2 separate regions of the Sus scrofa genome follow, and region 2 is linked to region 1. A link is a contact called in public Hi-C data. All regions are on one chromosome and are shown on one strand. Each heading gives the region's core, a stretch centred on a gene start, on an enhancer-like site or on the middle of the called end of the contact. The rest is flanking DNA. Distances are from core to core; before and after follow the strand shown.

Region 1 (2,700 bases), core at 149-2,648:
CCATCCACCCTGGCTTTCAGGACCAAGAGATGAGAGGGCTGGATGGCCCCTTACTCTCCAGGATGGATTTTCTCTTGCAGACAGAGAAGGATTCCCTACCGGGCCTCCCGGAGCCCCTGCCCCTCAGGGGGTCTGTGTTAAGCTGTTTGGACTTGAGTCAGGGTCTCCATGTTTCTGGCCCTGGTGCCCCCAAACTGGACCCAACTGACTGCCTCTGACCTGCATGGGGCCTTGCCCCCCACCACCGTGCCCACAGAGGCCCACGATCACCAGGCAAGGGTCACACAGTTGCGCTGGAACCTGGCCGAGCCCACATGCCCTGGGGCAGGTGGCGGGGTTTAGGGCCTGAGCCGACTGAGGGTCAGAAGCACGCGCCAGAAGGCAGACACTGTGCTCTGAGAACCTCTCAGCTCTGACCCAGCTCTGACCCCTCGAGGAGGGAGGAGGACAGAGAAACTGACGCACTGCCGCCCTCCTCCCAGTCACCCCAGGCGGGGCCCGAGCCAGGGGGCGAGGCGGAGGGAGGCAAGGGCCTGGGAGAGAGAAGCTCAGCCCCCTCCTGCTCTGCTCCAGGGGCTGCAAAGCTCACCTCAGGTGCCGGACAGCCCACAGCCCCCCTGTGCCCTCTGCTGCCCGGGGCAGCAGGACTGCCAGGCTGGGAGGGGGCTCCACCGGGCCCTGGAGGGGACAGAGCAGTGTGATACAGGCCAGGGCTCCCTGAGCGACCTCCAGGCCTGACAGGGCTCCTGAGCCGGTTACAAGGCAGGGAGGGCCCTGGTCATTGGTACCTGCCAGGCTGGCCCTGGGCTGGGGGCCCAAGGCCTGCCCGCCACTGGCTCAGCATCAAGAAGGGAAGCAGCAAGCCAGGCAGACACCACCTCGGGACAAACGCCAGCCAGGCAGAGAGCGCCCTGGCCCCACAAGAGACCAGACTAGGGAACGCTGGCGGAACACCCAACAGAGCAGGGCGTTGAACGGGAAAGGTGGCCCCGGGGGAAGCAGGACAGAGGCAGGTTTAGATCCCAGCTCTTTGCACCAGTGAAGGGCAATAACGGCTCTGGAAGGGCTGCTGTGTGGCTCAGGACCCACTGCGAGTGGCACAGCCCAAGGGTCACAGCCAGCAGGGGACAGGGGGCCCAGGAAGGGATGGGAGGGTTCAGGACGGCGTGTCCCCCCAGAGGGACAGGCTGGGAGAGAATGGGAGCGCTGCAGGACGACAGCCCCTCTCTCCTCCGGGTTGGCTAGAGGGGCTCAGGACATCCCAGCCCAGATGTCACCAACGGCCTGCCAGCCCAGGCCATCGGAGCTTCCCCACTGGCTCTCTGGACAAAGGTTAACAAGCAGGGGCTGGAGGAGATCTGGGGTTTATTGCTGCAACAACAGGACGCTCCTTCCTGGGCGGCTCCACCGCAGTCTCCTCTCTAAGTGGGGGTGAGGGGAGGGGACGGTCTCCCTAATTCAAGGCTGGTTGTGGGCTGAGGGGTGGAGCTGCGAAGAAGCCAGCAACCCGGGCTGCTGGCTGAGAGGGGCCTTACTCTGTGCCACATGTTTGCCAAGAGTACGTGTATGTTTATAGCCTTTCCGCATTACTCAGCACAAAGACAAAACACAAACCAAAAAAAAAAAAAAAAACATGCTTACAAAAACAGCTCCTACCTAAAACGCCAGGATGGGGTGAGGGGAACAGCCTGACATCTGCTGGTGACACATCCCGGCACCACGGCGGTGGGTTGCAGCCGAGGGGCACAGGGCTGGCAGATCACCTAGCCCGCCTCTCCTCTGTGACCTGACAGGAGGCCACCGTGAGGCAAAAGGGCCTGGGGGCCCCACCAGCCCTGCTGCCGAGCAGTGACCTTGAATCTTGGGTCAGTTGCTTCCATCCTTGGCCCGCAGGGCAAGGGCTGGGCGGGGCTGCCTGGTCCACATCCCTGGTGCGCTATTCCCTAAAGGGGTGCAGCTTGCGGTCCAGCACTGGACCCCCCAACTCAGCTGGGGGGATCCGCGGCAGATGGAAGGGCCTCTCCCTGCCACCTCCCCTCCGCTCACCTAGTTCCTCCGGCTGTGACTGTGACAGTCATGGGAGGGGGCAGGCGGGGACACAAGGAGAGCAGAGCAGCAGCCACACGGGATGAACCCGCCAAACCAAGTGACGAGAGCCACACTGGGGCGCGGGGCCAGCCCGGTCACCATCAAGATGCTGACAAGGGAGGCCTGGACGTGACGCCCCCAGACAGTAGCCCCCTCCTCCATCTCCTTGCCGGAGAGCGAGGCCCCGGCTGGCTCCCCACCTTTCACCTCGAGCACAACTGTGCGAATTGCGAGGGTCCCCCCACGCCGAGCCCAAGAACCCTCAGCAAGAACACATCACATGGCCAAGCCCTCTCAACAGGGTACTTCTAGGTTTCAAGAAAATCCATGGTGACAAAAAGCTGCAAAGAATGGAGTATCACTTTTTTTTTTGTCTTTTTAGGGCCGCACCTGCAGCACATGGAGGTTCCCACGCTAGGGGTCGAACTGGAGCTACAGCTGCCAGGCTACACTACAGCCACATCAACTCGGGATCCAAGCCACGTCTGTGACCTATCCCACAGCTCACAGCAACGCTGGATCCCCAACCCACTGAGCGAGGCCAGGGATCAAATCCTGGATACCAGTGGGGTTCTTAACTCACTGAGCCATGAGAGGAACTCCATACGGTAT
Region 2 (2,709 bases), core at 41-2,540, 70 kb after region 1:
ACTAAATTCACTTAATCATCTAATGTGTTATGACTTGAACATATGAAAAACATTGCACCATGAACACACAAATACTAGAATATTATTTGACCTCTTTCCTTGGGTTTCGCTCTGGTTTAAATAACATCAACACTCTTTCTCTTTTCCTAAGGACTCTTCTCAAGCCTTAAAAGGCTTGAGAAGAGTCCTTAGGAAAATTTACCATGGCCACTTTCCAACTTTTCTCATCTTCTCCAAACGAAGGCTCTAAGCAGAGCTTGGTCACTGCCAAGAACTGGGGGATTACTTCCCAGCACCGGCACTTCTAGATCTAGCTCAGCCCAGCTCCTGACCCCATCAATCAGAAGGGCTTTCCAAATGACACGAGTCTACATCCACCTGCTCCTGCGAATCTGCTGCCTGCTTGGCCCTCAAGCTCTTCACTCCACGATTAGAAAGAAATCGGTCTCTTGCCATAAAGCATTTACAGCGCAGTCAGTTTCAGGGTCCTGCTCATTTCCCACCTGTGTCTTGCTCTTTTGGAACTAACGTGTGTAGCGCGAACATACAAGAACACATACAGACGTGTTACTAAACTGACTATTTCTGCTCAAAGTATCCATATTTAGGAACCATTTTTGTTCAGTTCACACTGAAGCTTTGGAACAAGAGCAGCACCAAATGTCTCTGGACACTAATAATTTTTGTCCACATCCATAGACCAATACCAAGAACGAGGACAAGGGGCCGGAAACGGAGTCCCAACACCTGGGCAGCACGGCGCCCCCTGGTGGGGAGAACAGGCTCGGTGTGGTCAAAGACCCAGAGCGCCCCCTCCGTCCAGCCCACACGCGGGTACTGACGCGCCAAGTCTCCTGCTGGCACCTGGGTAGTCGCTGTAAATAATTAAGGCCAATCCCTGGGGTACTGACGCCCAAACCCGGGCCGGGCCAGCCTACAACTCCCAGCAGGCCTTGCGCGAGCCCCGGACTCCATCTCCCGGCGGGCCCCACGCCCTGCCGGCGGATCAATGGCCCGCGCTCCCAGTAGGTTTGACCCTTTTTACCTGACGGCCGAGAATGTCTGGAAGCGGAAGGGTAGTAGTGGCTTGCCTCGGACAGGGCCACCGCGAATCCCAACCCGAAATAAGTGGACCAACATGATGAGGAGAGAACAAGAGCGACCGACAACGGCGGCTCACCCTTATCCCACTGAGGCGTCCATGTTGGCTCAGGCTCCCATCCCGACAGCCCTCTCGCGGCTCGGGGTGATTGGCGGAAAGAAGCATCAATATCATCGCAAGCTATGATTGGAGAAAACCTTGCTCACCCGTTTGCTTCTGCAACTCTGATTGGAGAGAGGTGCCTGTCGCCGGCCCCCAGCTCTGGGAGGAGCCGAGCAGTTGGGATTCCCCCCTCCTCCCTCGACCCGCTTTGGCTCTGGAGTGCAGTTTTAAAGGTGTGCGGAGTGCGCCCTCCTCTTCGGCGTTTCCACAGCAACGCGTCAGCTGCTGACCACAAGGCCATTCCCTTGCGGGTACTCGTGGAGGACTGTAGATGTCCCGGAGTCTCCAGGGAATGTAGAGCGCTGGTTCTGGGAGAGGAAGGGACGGAATTCGTTTTTTCAAAATATGTGCACGTGCTTTGCCACCCACTCCGCTGTTCAGAGCTCCGGGGAGGGCAACCACTTGGGGGAAAAAAAAAAAAAAAAACTCCCTAGTGATTCCGATTCGCTCCCTCCGCACAGTGGTTTAGAGTTGCTGATAGGGAGGTGATGTGGCTTATCAAGGCACCACCCCGGTTCCATCTCTGCCACAGATGTCTTCCTCACAGTAGCTTTTGCACCTTCGTTTAGCACCGATTTACTTTTTCTGTGTAATCATTTGTTTGCATAGTTGCTTCTGCACTGGGCTGTGACTTCCTTTGGGCTGTGTCTCATTCACCTGTCCCCTCCTTTCCTCCAAATGGCCTGGCACGGAAAAGTGTCCTGTTAATATGTTAATAATAAATTGAATTGGGGGCAGTGGTAGGGAGGCTGTCCCCCAGAGAATCTGGAGTGTATCTGGGTAGGAAAATGTGCCTGGATTAGATTGTGGTTGGGCTGGGTGCTGGCAGTGAGTGAGGTTGTGGGGAGACCAGAGAAGATCCCACATAGCCCAGTTGACAGATGTCTCCTAGAGACCTTGGTCGCTTCCTAGCCCTTCTGTGGCTTGGAGTTCCATTTTGGGCCTAGGGGTCTTGTTTTCATAGCTCTGCCTCTTGCTCAGGGATAAAACTACACAAGTCCTGAGGTAATCTTGAGGCAGAATGATAACTCAGGTAGTCAGTGTAGGAGCAAGGGCTTGGATGCATTCTTTGATATGGCCATTGATTAACCTTTGTGGCTTAAGGGCTCCAGGGAGTAACATCTCCACAGGCCTTGTTTTATTATAGGAAATGCACATTCCCCACAGACTTTGTTTACTGTAGGAAATGAGGACCTCTAGCCCACTCCTCAACTGATAAAAAAGGAATGAGAGGAATGGTGACTTAATCTAAGGAAAGAAAAGGACAAAAAAAACCATTAAACTTTTGGGACATTTCCAACCCAGAAGCCCTATTGGACAAGGACTGATATAGGTAATTGAACAAGGCCAATGGGAGAAAGCCACATCTTTCTGGACTCCACGTTGATACCACCCCATCTTTATGGAATCAAAACCCCTATAGGACAAGAGAGAAAGGGGCCTCT

What was found. A called contact is a pair of places that touch in the nucleus more often than the background predicts.
Region 2: a Hi-C map of alveolar macrophages shows a contact between it and region 1, with 2.4 times the contacts expected there. The contact joins the promoter of ABCB8 here to the enhancer-like site in region 1. A contact is called at or near these places in 1 of 5 promoter capture datasets (fetal liver), 19 of 47 Hi-C or Micro-C datasets (adipose tissue, alveolar macrophages, blood and 12 more) and 2 of 2 datasets of contacts at active chromatin or transcription factors (alveolar macrophages and skeletal muscle).

The regions. Positions count from the first base shown.
Region 1 is chr18:6,126,108-6,128,807 of Sscrofa11.1, forward strand. The region is part of intron 3 of AGAP3 (arf-GAP with GTPase, ANK repeat and PH domain-containing protein 3); the gene reads right to left. Among named protein-coding and RNA genes, the nearest start is that of TMUB1, 15 kb to the right of the region's middle. Within about 2 kb of position 1,399, at least 22 of the 83 cell types and tissues checked have an H3K27ac peak or open chromatin away from gene starts, as enhancers often do. A contact at or near this core is called in adipose tissue, alveolar macrophages, fetal liver and 4 more, where this site is marked.
Region 2 is chr18:6,195,722-6,198,430 of Sscrofa11.1, forward strand. It overlaps ABCB8 (ATP-binding cassette sub-family B member 8, mitochondrial), which reads right to left and starts at 1,291. Exons shown (of 15, transcript XM_013990736.2): 1 at 1,046-1,291. The coding sequence starts at 1,276.